Regions from separate parts of the Zea mays genome. Here region 2 is linked to region 1. Evidence: chromatin contacts called from public Hi-C data. All regions are on one chromosome and are shown on one strand. Each heading gives the region's core, a stretch centred on a gene start, on an enhancer-like site or on the middle of the called end of the contact. The rest is flanking DNA. Distances are from core to core; before and after follow the strand shown. Region 1 holds the start of LOC100283100. Region 2 holds the start of LOC100282964 (serine carboxypeptidase 1).

What was found. A called contact is a pair of places that touch in the nucleus more often than the background predicts.
Region 2: a Hi-C map of leaf shows a contact between it and region 1, with 7 times the contacts expected there. The contact joins the promoter of LOC100282964 here to the promoter of LOC100283100 in region 1. A contact is called at or near these places in 3 of 25 Hi-C or Micro-C datasets (ear, leaf and tassel).

The regions. Positions count from the first base shown.
Region 1 is chr3:137,535,917-137,542,964 of Zm-B73-REFERENCE-NAM-5.0, reverse strand. LOC100283100 reads left to right here and starts at 4,454. Exons shown (of 5, transcript NM_001156002.2): 1 at 4,454-4,708; 2 at 4,794-4,826. The coding sequence starts at 4,597.
Region 2 is chr3:137,808,430-137,815,477 of Zm-B73-REFERENCE-NAM-5.0, reverse strand. It overlaps LOC100282964 (serine carboxypeptidase 1), which reads left to right and starts at 2,946. Exons shown (of 13, transcript NM_001155869.2): 1 at 2,946-3,635; 2 at 4,935-5,014; 3 at 5,124-5,246; 4 at 5,407-5,509; 5 at 5,599-5,636; 6 at 5,723-5,824; 7 at 5,932-6,012; 8 at 6,138-6,416; 9 at 6,500-6,565; 10 at 6,653-6,774; 11 at 6,877-6,990. The coding sequence starts at 3,320.

The DNA of each region.
Region 1 (7,048 bases), core at 3,205-5,704:
TGAAACGTGGCAACCTTAAGGATGGGGAAGCGTTTCTTTATAACTCCCAAGGCCCTTTCAATATGTTTCCTCAACACTGCATGACGATGATTAAAGATCTCCTTGTAGTTTTGTGGTCTTCGACGACCTGCCCCATATTCCTTCAAATGATACCTAACTCCGTGATATGGGGCAAGGAAAGATGGTGTGTTGGCATAACCGCCATCTACTAAATAAAATGTCCCCATGGGTACTTGAAAGCCATTGTTCATTGCAGCCCTAAGAACTCTAGCATCCATCGTGGACCCCTCCCACCCAGTGGATATGAAATTTACATTGAGATCAACATCACACGCTACCATTACATTTTGAGTAAGAGTGCCCTTCCTATTCCTAAATGGAGCGGCTTTGTCAGGTGATATCGATATAGGCACATGAGTGCCATCGATTGCACCAATGCAATTCTACATGGAAAAAAACTACATGTGATTTTCTAAACATTGGAAGGAAAAGAACAGTTATTGACATATGATAGAATAGTCCATGTAATCACCTTGAAGTAGGGATAAAACCTAGGATTCCTTTCAATTTTTTGATGGACATTATTAGGATTTGGTGGCTTCAGGAATTGCTTGGAGAGGACATGAACAACTAGGTCAAAGAAATGCTTTATGTGATGACGAAATGTATCACCACTATGTCCAAATTCTTCTATTAGGTCTTCAAACGAGGCATTATGGCTGAGCATGTATAAGAAGAATGCTAGCTTTTCCTCGACCTTAATTCTTGTATCACGAACCAGCCCCACCCTTCTAAGAAAACTTGCCAACGATTTGAAAATTTCAGACTTCATCCTGAACGCTACCCGACAGTTCTTCAAATGACCTTGAAGCAACTCTTGAACATGTTTTTCGCCACTTAACTTTGATGTATGCCTTCGCTTCTTTTCCCTTGCTATGTTTGAACTAAAGCCCAATATATGTAGCATAGGAAAAAACAACATCATATCATCATCATCCTCATCCCTTCTCTTTCTAAGGTGATCTCTTAGTGTCACATTCATTGCTAACTAAAAAGAAATTCATAACAGAAAATAAACACCAACAAAAACAGAACATGATGTAATAAATAACATATAGGACATAATAAGTACCTAAAGGAGAGGGTATAGGGTCCCAAGACGGTGGAAGTTCGTCTTCTCCAACTCGAACCGATGCAGAGATAATCTAGAAATATAATAGGTTTTTGTTAGAAATACATCTAGACAACTAACTGGAAATAAATGAGATTTGTATTGGCAGAGTTCTTCAAATAATTGGAAATAAATGATTGTACTATTTGATCTAGCATTTAGACCTCAGAGTGTTTTCTTCAAAGCCAGAAGAGTAGGTAATCAGTGAGTAACTAATATATATGCTCTCGGGAGTATTATGTGCATATAACTAGTAGTTTTGACCAATCATAATTCACAACTAATGACAAGAGCAAGTCACGGAAGAACCCAAGTAGCAACTTGTGAAAAAGACATTTCTGTTTATTAGCTACCATAAGTTGTTTATTAGCTAGCATGATGTTTCTATTTCTCCATGCGCCCTTTATTTCAAAACAAAACTCTAAACTTGCATTGCATAACGAAACTGACTTTCTACATGCAGTTACATGGCATGTGCTCCTCCTCCTTGTCACATGATTCTAGTGCCAACTAATCATGTGCTTGTATAGATGGACAAACGTTAAATATTCAGATATGAGAAAATACTAGTATTGTCTTGCACATTCAAACTACTCCAGGTAAAGCAAATATATGATGCCATACATAGAGAATTACTCTGCTCAATGCATCTAATTTTTTAAATTACTCTGCTCAGTACATAGAGAATTACTCTACTCAAGGTATGCAAATATATGATTTGTATTGGACAATTGCCTCCTACATCGATACAGTGAGCACACGCCCAGCCTCTCCATCATCGATGGCCATACTCCATTCTACTGAGCTAGATACTGCAGTTTGGACTAGTGCTCAAGTTCTTAGTATCACTTGTTATAAACTAAGCAATACGAGATATTCTTAATATTTGAATCTGTTTTGCATATAAATATGATTTCAGTCATGTCACCTTATTAGGTGCATGCCTTTATGAATCTATGAATGTGTATCCAATTAGTTGCCTATAAATACTAATTGCAAATCAGTGAATGCGTATTGTCAGTTATATAGCATAACTAGGCAGGTAAATGAATAGTGGTTAGTTCATAAATGTATTGTCAATTATATTGTGCTTGGTATAACTTTGCGACTAAACTACATAAACTAATTCTAAGTTTCAGAAAGGTATAGCTGCTAAAGCTGAGCCTAGACAGTAGTTCATTATTGGAATCTCAATACCTTGAATAAGTAAACAAATATCCAGTTCTAACACATTGTTGCTATCGCGATGCGTCTTCTGGCCAAGCAAAAATACTCAGATACTACCAGATTGATCCACTCTCCATCAACATGTGAACGTGATAGTCAAAGCCTCCATGTTCTGTTCGTAATGGCCATCGGCCACCCGGGTCTCTCAGTAGGACATTAGCTACGAGACGGCCAGCACGGCCACCAGGGCCACGACCGTCACAACGACGACGTTCGCCTCGGAGGCCTGCTGCCCGGGCTCATTGACGGCATAGACCAACGACAGAGCCCTAAGAATAAATAGAGTGTTTGGTTTGAGGAATCGCTCCATCCAAATTAAGATGGTGCACCATGGGTTCATTCCTCAGATTTGGTGGGATGACTCCATTCCTCATATTAATACTAAATAACTAACTATGAGGAATGAGATGGTGATAGATTAACTCATTCTATTCCACAAACCAAACAAAAATAATGAGGAGTGAGAAGATGATGTACTAGCTCATTCCTCAAATCAAACACACACTAAAAGAGGTGGAATGCAGGATCCAATAAACAACAAGTGAGATCTTGGGAACTAGCGAGACCTAGCGAGATCTGGAAATAGAATCGGGATGGCAAGTGCGTACTAGTGAGAAGGAGTTAGAGGAGGACAACGTGAGTACCGGCGAAAAGCTATTGTTCTCCACGCCAGTCGTCGTGTCGTACGTATGCGTCGATGTAGCCACCACCGCCACCTCGCGTTGAGCGCTCTCGCTCGTTGGTTCTTTCCACGATAGGGTGACGAGGGATGTTTCCTGACCGGGTTGAGCTCGGTATAGCCAGGGTGGGCCGGGGTTGAGGCCCGGACGGGGTGAAACGAACGCTGTTTCATTGTGGGCTAGGATCTTTTCTAGCCTGTGCTGATCCAGGGGGATTGGGCCCGATCCCGACGGGTTTGGCTTAAACTAACATGGCCTTATAAGGCTCCCTACCCACACACCCAAGCACACTTTTCTTGCAAATCTCAGTTTCCTTTTTCTTGGTGCTTCTAAACTGATGGCCGAGGAAGGATTCAACGACCCTAATTCACGTCCTCGTCCTGAAGGTAAACCCTTCGGCATTAGCTCATATCTGCAGTGATCTTAACAATCGCTTATCGATAATTGCTCAGGCTCGAACATGCTGATGATATCCTCCTTTCATGACCTCGTTCCCTTAGCCTTGGTCCCTGGTCATCGAGATTGTTTTCACCGGACTCAAGTGCGTCCCCTTCATCACCCAAGATTTTGACTTGTCTTAGTGGACGGATCAGTTTAGGGTCTGGCCCAACCCCATGGATGAGTGGCCCAACCCCATGTCTTATCTCTCTCTTTCGTCCTTCTGTTTTGCTTTTACATAAGAGCCGACTTCTCTTACTTCTTGGTATCTCTCTCGTCCACATAAGCAAAAATGTCATGTAAGCAGACTTAGATCCTATTACTATATTTGCTCTGATAGTTGCATTAGTGGCAACATTGTTGCTACAGTCTTCCTCAGAGCAGCTACAATAATTTTTCACAAAACAAGAAGTGGCAACGCCTGCCCCTATGCAACAAAGACAGCCGACCCGATCGTTTCTCATCAGTCATGATGAAGTTTTGTTTAGAACAAATTAGCAAAGCGCTCATACGTTGCTATATTTTTTATTTATACTTAAGTAGAAAGTACAAAACAAAAAGTCTTTATGTGTTCTGTTGACTAGATGAGTGTGAACGAGGTTTTGAAGCTAACAATCTTACTTTAAATAATTTTATATTTTTTCACCTTTTAGATTTGAGCAGCTAGAACCGTGAAAATTAATGCTTTTTATATAGCAGGAGAGATATCACGACTGACAAATCGCAACAGAACAAATATCTATAAATTTGAGCCGAGGAATAAAAACCCAGATTAGCTTTTCATGGGCCGCAGGGTCAATGGTGTGCCAGATAGGCCCGCGCAAACTAACTATTGGACGCATTGGAAGGCCCGCGACTGCGGCTGCGCGGCCTGCGCCTGCGCCTGCGCAGGCGCGCGTGTGAACAAACGTAGGAGGACCTATCTCTTTTCGTTCTCCGAGAGAAGTCTTCTCTGTCACAGCGCCGACGCTTCTCAATTCCTTCCAATCGGCACCTCGCCGTCCTCGTGTGCAATCCCCAGCTCTCCTCGCCCCTCCCTCCCAAACTCCAGCGGCCCCCCTGACCAAGCTCCGGGGACGGATGGACGGAGGAGCCGGCTTTCCGGGCACGCAGCCGGTCTCCCGCTCGCCGGAGGACGTCTTCCGGGACTACCGCGCGCGCCAGGCCGGCCTGATCAGGGCGCTCACCACCGGTAATGCCCCCATCTGCTTCGCTTGCGTCACTCTCTCCCTCCGGCTCAGAGTTCTCTGCTGACTGGTTTCCGGCTGTCGCTGCAGATGTGGAGAAGTTCTACGTGATGTGCGACCCAGGTGAGCCTGCTCCCCTGACCCGGCTGGGATTCCTAGGGTTTCTGTTTTGGTGGTGCGGATTCAGATGTTACTAGACGGAGCGTGTTTGCTTTGCAGTTACGGATAGTTCTCTCCAAAACGCCGATCTGCGGAGCGGCTAAGTCCGCTGATTTTCGGGGTTTCTTTCACTTAATTTATGAAGTTCCTCCGCCCGTTTATTCGCTCTGGTGCGCCCTGAGAGGCTATTTCGCCGCGGGATTCCTGCTCCGATCTTGCTGGTGACAGCGGCTTAGCTTTGCTTGAGGTTTCGCGACGTTCTAGTTACTCCTTATGCTGGTGACAGCCGCTGAGCTTTCCAGTCGGTTTTCGATCTTGCTTTCGGTTCTGGGGCCTCTTGAGAGATGGGCCCCCCTGCTAGGTCTTCCTGCGAAAGAAGAGTTTTGCCGTTTCTGATGTACATCCGCGCTGAAGTTGGTGCTGTTCATCTAGGGGTGGGAAAGCGGAAAGGCAGACGGGGAGGGAATCCTTATCTTCTGAGCTGGTCGACCGCACCGCTGGTCAGTCATCTCCAGAAGTCGTGCGCTGCTATCGATTTCCTGTTGTGCTCCCGGACAACGACCTCTGCCCCAACTGTACGAGGGGTATTCTGGGGATTTTTCGTCAGTGACTCACTGATGTCACGTAGTGGGAGTGCCAGGATAGCATTTCTTTTCGTCAACATTGGTTTAGTTTCTGGACACAGATGTTGGACTGCCTCCGGCAGCGCACTGTAAAAGAGTTATTCTGCTAAATATAGGAAGATTTTTTTTTCTATACCCTCCAGCAGCAGCCTTGTTCTCCAAGGCCCTGTTCCAAACCTCTAAAACCTTATAGCTATTAGTTGTTAGCTGCTCCAACCTAACTAAAACAAGCTAACAACTTCTGACAATAATTTGCTCTAGAGATTTGGAACAGTGCCTAAATATAGAGGACATTCTTCCGTCCTCTCTTTGTATATAGATTCTCTATTCATTTCAATACTCTAAACAAAAGATTAAGCAAAACTAAAATATGTATACGTACATGCAAAAATATAGAGCAAAATATACGTACCATTAAAAGATTACAACTTTAGATATATATTATTGCTATCTCATTTACATGTGGGGTCCATATGAGGCAATGGCATGTGGAGCCAATGGTATATATCTAAAGTTGCAATCTTTTAATGGTATAGATCCAATTATTTCATATATTTAATATAGATATTTATGTAGAGAACGAGATATAGAAGACGCTTCTGAAGAGAAATAAGATATAGATGAGAGAATCTTTTAAAAGAGACTATAAACGATAGATATAGAGACTATAGAGGATGTTTCTAGAGATAGTCTTACTTGGTTTTGACAATAAAAGTATTGTATAAACTGTCACTACACCTTACCCCCTGGATTTAACTCCTTATTTCCTGCTTTGTCAATGGCCACATAAGGGATTTTTCATTTTAGCTGCAGCTTTAGAGTTTTTTTTTCTAAAAAAACTGATGTGGAGCTTTTGATCTTGAGAAGCCAATCGTAGGTTTTCGATAATATTATTAGCTTACTAAATTCAGGAAGCTACATAAAACTCGTAAAGTCAATTTATTTAGCTTCTTATATAAACTCAGCTTTTGGCTAACTGTTTGAGCTTCTGGCTTTTGCCTAAGTCGTGGTGAGAAAAGTTGGCAAAAAAATGCATATACCCTGGTCGCTTATAATTGTGGATATAACCAGAAAGCTTTGTTTAGATATGTAGCTAGAATCTGGTTTATTTTAGGCCCAAGGGAGTATGTTGGTTATTAATGTCACATTTATGATTTTGTTCCCACACATGCATGGGTTCAAAATCTGTACCACAATAATTTCCCAATATCATTAGATGCTTAGCACAGGAAGTTAGGGGACTAGGGGTGTCACTGGAAATGCAAGATGAGTTGCTCAGTACTGATCAAAAGTTGTGGGTGGGAAAGGCAAATAATGTCCATGGGCAATAGTGTTTTTGTTGGTCGTTGATATGGAACTGACTTGTGTAGTGTTACATAGGGACATAGTGCCTCTTTTTCATGCTTTTTTGGTCAATAAGTCTGGCCCTTTATGTTCCCTTTCCTTTTTTTGCATGGAATATTCAATCTATATTTTTGAAGAACACGTAAGAGAGATAGAATGCTTCATTTCATATGGGCAATTGAGTCTCTCCTATTCATCCTGTTTTTATTGTGTTTACAG
Region 2 (7,048 bases), core at 1,697-4,196, 270 kb before region 1:
CACTGTTTGCATTCACATTTAAACTTTCCTGCCTCTACATCTGCATTCACTTTGAATTGGTGTTGCCCCCACACGATTCTTTTCGATCTTGATGTATGCTGCACCAACCAATCATTTGCGCCTCCATCTGGATCAAGTGTTATCCTATATGCAGTAGCGTATTTTATTGACTCCTCGAATCTATTCATCACAGCCCTGGTGTATGCCCTTGCAACCCTAATTTCGAACATATATAGAGTTGTGGTTTCTTTTTGACCCTGCATATAAAATAATTAGTTACGTCTTGCGAGCCTACTAAATAGTATAATGCATAAATAATATTACATACCATACATCCTAGTGTTTCCTTTCCTTCTTGCATCTTCCTGCTATGCAGTAGTTTCAACATTTGCTTAGCAAACTCATGAAGTGGGGTGTTTGAATCGACATGAGCGCTCTTCACGAGTTTGTTCATGCTCTCGCTACGTTGCGTTGACACCATAAGCCCACAATAGTCATGTTTGAAAAAAACAGGTATCCACTCCTTACGCATTGCATATAATTTTCTAAGTGTTCCATCTTCATGCAAGTTGAATTCATCAATCAACAATTTCCATGCAGCCTCAAACTCTATTTCAGTCAATGGATGATGTACTATAGACTGGAATTTTGTCTTAAAATCCACTTCAGCATATCGTGCATACAACTCATTTAGAAATGGCATGTACCTATTTTGCACATGTCATAGACACAACCTGTGGACTGTGTTTGGGAAGACCCGACGTAATGCCACTGGCATTGCAGGGTCTTGATCTGTAAATATTCATTGTTTGACATTATTATATGCATATTTTTATGCAAACATTGTATGGTACATAACAAAACAAGACTCACATGCATTGTAAATACGCACAAGATATTGAATTTATATTGCATGTACTTCGAGTTTATAGTTATTATATCTACATAAATCATACCTGTCAACATGACTCTTGGTCCTTCAGTCCCCATGCATGTCTTGAATGCATTAAATACCCACTCGAATGTTTCAACAGTTTCATCTCCCAATAATGAGAACCCAAACACTGTGCATTGTAGGTGTTGGTTTGCACCAACAAACATTCCTAGAGGTTTTCCATACAAATTAGTCTTATGAGTTGTATCAAAGGTAACTGCATCCCCAAAATCAACATACTCTCCTTGCTGACTAGCATGAGACCAAAAAATACTCAATATTTTTCCTTCGCTGTCTAACTAGAAATCAGAGAAAAATTGTGGATTATCCCTTTTGCATAATGAAAAAAAGCCAAAAGCTTAGACACATCATTGGCATTCTTTTCTCGTTGCTTTGCCTGTTTCCTGTATATTTCAACAAAAAATTATAATTATTACTCATTAACTTGAAATGGATTTTAAAATTTATATAATAGATACATAAAGAAAATGATTCTTACAAATTAGCAATGTCCTTTGCTGTAATTGGTACGTTTTCTGGACCACCATGCATCTCAGACACGAAGTCCATGATACAGTGTTGCGGGATTCTGCTTTGCTGCATTGAACTGAGAAACTCCATGTACTCAGGATCATGAGTTTTGTTGCATTGTAGGTGTTTCTTTACAGTATCCTTCTTAATGAATTCATGATTATGTTCTAAGTGCACCAGATCGATTCTTACGGCTACAATATTTTCTTTTGAGTCATCATAGATTTTTTTAGTTTCAAACCAGCCTTGCATTGTGTTCTCCTCGATGATGTATTACGGATTCTAGGATTACTAGCTAACTTTCTGTATTTCTACCCTCCATTGAACAATTTAACCACTTACAGTTCTTTCTCTCCCTATACTTTTTAAGTGGAAAACCAACCTCATATGCGTAACGACTGTAAAAATTGTATGCCTCATCGACATTTCCAAATGTCATACCGATCCTAGGCACCATGGTTGGATCAATACTTTCAGGCTGTGAATTAACATAATCATAAATACAATTAATTTTATATTAGTTACAGTCTTAATTTTATAAATTGTATAATTGACATAACCAAAGATAAATAACTTACATGACTTCGGAGGATATTAGGTGTATCTTGTTCATGATCACTAATGGTCCTCATAGGCACCATTTGATTTGCTGCTACCATTGTTTCAATTATTGTTGTATTGCCATCATTGACCCCTGGCGCTCGTAATTCTGCAGGTGGTGTTACTATATTTATCCGTGGACTCGCACCACAGTTTGGAGATATAATTCTTGATGTGGGCGCTGCTGGTAGACCACTGCATGTGTCTGCAAGCCGGCCATCATATTTGTCTAATTATTTTATGAACTGAAGTAATAATTCAATTGCAAATTTACCTGGTGCAGCTATGTGCAATGACGCAGAATTATCATCGCCTGCTTCTTCTTCTCTGCCGTCAGCCATTGTAAACAATGCAATACAATCAGCCGCCACGTTCCTTTTTATATGCCCTGAGCTAACCAATCCCGTGTACAATGTTTACGCTATTTTGTTCGGTCAATTACGATCTATAAAGTTTGTTCCTGCATGCCAGGAGATATTGTCGGACTGGTGATAACAACTCGAGAGAATTTATCGCGGTTTGTTGAAACAGATTTATATTTACTGAAGTATATCTAACCAGTTACGCCATTGTATGTACATATTTATGCCTCGCGTTTCTGCTTACGTGCATGCTAGGCGATATTTTCGGGAGGCTTCAGTTATCGTTCGAGATTTTATCGCGTATACCATTTTACGCTAAAATACACACGGGTTTACGATCTGTTGGCTTATGATTTACGTTGTGGTTCGATCAGACCATAAACCGCCGAACAAACCTGCGGTCTGACCGATTGCGTCTAATTGGCTGGGGCTTCCCGATACTAATGGAAGCCCTGGGCTTCCATTAGTTCGTCCATATATATAGAGAGAGAGAGAAAGAGATTAATTAACTAAGTTCTGTTTTCGCTAAGTCCGTCAACTAGTCAACATATCCATGCGTTGTTCGGCGGCCGACTCCACTGGGCACTGGGTAGGCTGTGGCGCTGTGCGACGGTGAGAATTCCAACAGGACTGCCGCGCGCGCGCGCACCGGCTTTATCGTCGACGTCACCATCCAATCCCCTCACTAATAGTAACGGCGCATGCAGGCGGGCGGCAGCTCACCGTGTGTGTATTTAAACGCCTCCGGCCGTATCAATCATCCCGACTGGTCACTGTGCCATTGCCGCCGTCCGTCCTAGGCTCCTAGCTAGCTAGCTAGCAAGCTCCGCCGACGACGGTACGTCAATCGAGCTAGCCCTGCCCATCCACTACACTACCGCAGCGGCAAGCAATGGCGTGCGGCTCTGCTACCGCCGCTCGACCAGCAGCCCGCCTCTGGCTGCTGGCGGCGGTGGTGGTGGCGACCTCCTTCCTCGCCGTCGCGGCGCCGCCGGGCGCGCTGGTGACGAGCGTCCCGGGGTTCGGCAACAAGCAGCAGCTGCCGTCGAAGCACTACGCCGGGTACGTGACGGTGGACGAGCGGCACGGCAGGCGGCTGTTCTACTACCTGGTGGAGTCGGAGCGCGACCCGGCCCGGGACCCCGTCGTGCTCTGGCTCAACGGCGGGCCCGGCTGCTCCAGCTTCGACGGCTTCGTCTACGAGCACGGTACGGTGCGTGCGTATTACGGCGTCCGTACGTCGCGTCGAAGTCGACGTCGACGTCGACGACCCCTAGCTAGCTCCCTACCTTTCTTTTCTCATCTTGGTCGTCGTGTGTGCGTGTCGTCAGGTCACCATCGGGTTCCCTTTTTCTTATCTTTTGCCCGGAATAACCCCCGTCGTTGCTTGTTTGTGGACGGACGGAAACGGAATGGATGACCGAGCTCTAGCTAGCTTAGAGAGGAACGGAAGAATATATCTATAGCGGTGTGGGTGGGGCCGGCCGATCATCGAGAGCTGGTCTGGTTGCTGCGCTGTTGCTTTCTACCACTACGCACCGGCGGCCGGACGCCGGACGTAGAACAATTGAGGATTTTGGGGGATACGCGGGGCCCACCCCAAATTCTAGCTAGTGCGGGAGGTTGTTATAGTGCACAGTGACGCACTAGGGGTTGCTATATATATACACATGTAGTATGATATGGTTACTCTCTACTAATAAGGATGGTCGAGTTAAGGACCAAACTAGCTATATACATATAGTACTCTACTCCGTTTTTAGCATGACACGACGAGCTACTAGTTAGCGTGGGGTTATATGTATATGGACATAGATATTCAATTCTAGACGCCAGAACAAGTAGTGACGAACAAAGATGCCCATGGGGGAAAAAGGCATATTGCAATAGCTACGGGTGAGCCTAAAATATGCTCACTAATTAATCACTTTGCAAACAGCTTCTTCTTTGGGCTTCAATGAACTCCAACGCTATTCAAATGGAATTAATGGTCGATGGAAAGTTACATAATATCTGATATTTTTTCTCTGTCAATAAAGTGAACCCTTGGTCGAGTAGAGATTGTTGGCGGCCACACTCGTTGCCCATCTGGCCGGTGCTCTACGTTGCACGATGATTCTCCTGATCGGATCAACTCCTGATTATTGTCTGGCGGCTTCAACTTTTGTCGTCCCAGCAGCAGACTGATACGCATTGGTGGTTCTCCGCTGCTGCACATACATGCTCCCAATTACGTTAACTGGCCAGACGAATAATAATGCCTGATTATCCTCACACCATCTCAGATTGTCCTCTCTGTTTCTGTTGTCTTTGCTTTTTTTTTTAGCACACATGGATGCTAAAAAAAATATCTCGTCTTTATACCTTTTTTTCTCGAAATGTTAATATCTACGGACTATATTGAGAAAAGCAATGGAGCAGGTGTGAAGTAAACAAGTCAGTCTAGAGATGCCTAATACACTACTACTCTCCATGCATGCCGATGATGATTCTGTTTTTGGATTCAGGGCCATTCAGCTTTGAGTCATCAGGAGGGTCAGCTGGGAGCCTGCCAAAGCTTCATCTCAACCCTTATAGCTGGTCTAAGGTTGGACACACTACTGCACTGCACTGCACCTCTCGTCTCTGTCCGCGAGAGACTAATTAACTATAGCCAGGCAGCTAGTGATGTGCTTTTTGCATTGTTTTTGTCGCAGGTGTCGAGTGTGATATACTTGGACTCCCCTGCCGGCGTCGGGCTTTCCTACTCAAACAACGTTTCGGACTACGAGACTGGCGACTTCAAGACCGCCGCCGATTCGCACACTTTCCTGCTCAAGGTAATATAATTAAACATATACACGTTCTCTCGTGTTGTTGGTTGGTGGTGAATTTATCAGTTACTGTGTTGTGCAATCTTTCTTTCTTTCTTTCTTTTTAATAACAGAAGGCTGCCGCTGATCGGTTTCCTTTCCGTGTTAATTTTTGAACCCCCTGCAGTGGTTCCAGCTCTACCCTGAGTTCTTGGCAAATCCGTTCTACATAGCCGGAGAGTCGTACGCTGGCGTTTATGTCCCTACCCTTTCAAGCGAAGTCGTCAAAGGTGCGTGCTAGCTTTGGGATCCTTGATTCACCTGCAAACTGTTTTGACGCTCTAGCTTGTTCCTGACGAGCTAACTGTTAGTTCTACAGGAATCCACAAAGGAGTGAAGCCAGTTATAAACTTTAAGGTTAGTTTTCGTTATACATGCATAACACAATGGTTGAACTTGTGTTCTCTGTACGTACTCCCATATATATCATGTTAATTAATTAGGGCTACATGGTCGGCAATGGTGTGTGCGACACCGTCTTTGATGGTAATGCTCTTGTGCCGTTTGCGCACGGGATGGCTCTCATTTCAGAGAGTATATACAAGGTATATATACGATGATTTCAGATCAGATAGTGATCCTCACTCTGATATTCGCATGTTATTGTTTCTTGCGATTATTTACCACGATTTGTCTCTATGCGAAAATGTAGGAAGCCAGCACTGCATGTCAAGGGAATTACTGGAACTCTAGCAGTGCAAAATGCGACGAGGCGCTGTCAAAAGTCGAGACGGTAGGTAAACCAGCTGTGTAACACTATATAGCCAGTACCCAGCTAGTAAAAAATAAATAAAAAAACAGTAGTATTTCTCTATATATGTTAATTAATGTACTATATATGTTTTCGTGTGTACGTAGGAAATCGACGGATTAAATATCTACGACATCCTTGAGCCATGTTACCACGCCCCAGCTGATACCAAACAAGCAGCAGTGACCCCACAGGCACAGAGTACTAGCGAGCTGCCTCAGAGTTTCAAAGACCTCGGCGTGACCAGCAACAAGCCTCTCCCTGTAAGGACAAGAATGCACGGACGGGCGTGGCCTTTGAGAGCTCCGGTAAGAGACGGCCGCGTTCCGTCGTGGCAGGAGCTGGCGGCTGATGTAGCTTCGACTTCCAGTGGAGTTCCGTGTATGGTGAGCACGCATGATTATTCATCTCATTTTCCAATTTCCTTAATTGTGTAGTGCCCTTGTTGTTTCTGATTGGTTTTTTCAAGAGCGATGAGGTTGCGACAGCGTGGCTAAACAACAATAGCGTCAGATCCGCTATCCATGCCGAACCAGTATGATTACCATGCCACCAAGCACTAATTGATCGATTCTATATATTTCCACCTTCTAATTAACGATTATGTGCATATATATATTAGGTCAGTTCAATCGGACCCTGGGAATTATGCACGGATAAACTGGATTTTGATCATGATGCCGGCAGCATGATCATCTATCACAAGAACCTCACGAGTCAGGGCTACCGTGCTTTCATCTACAGGTACTTCCAATATATATACCTAGCTACAGAATCGCAATAATATGGGAATCATGATGTCGGCAGCTAGCATGATCATTGTTTTTTTTGCATGATTTGCTTCAGCGGCGACCATGACATGTGTGTACCTTACACCGGGACTGAAGCATGGACTGCGTCTTTAGGCTACGCCGTCGTTGATCCGTGGCGACAGTGGATTGTCGACGAACAAGTTGCCGGGTATGTATCTGGATTCTGAACACAAGCATATATGCATTGACCCTTTATTTCCTCCTAA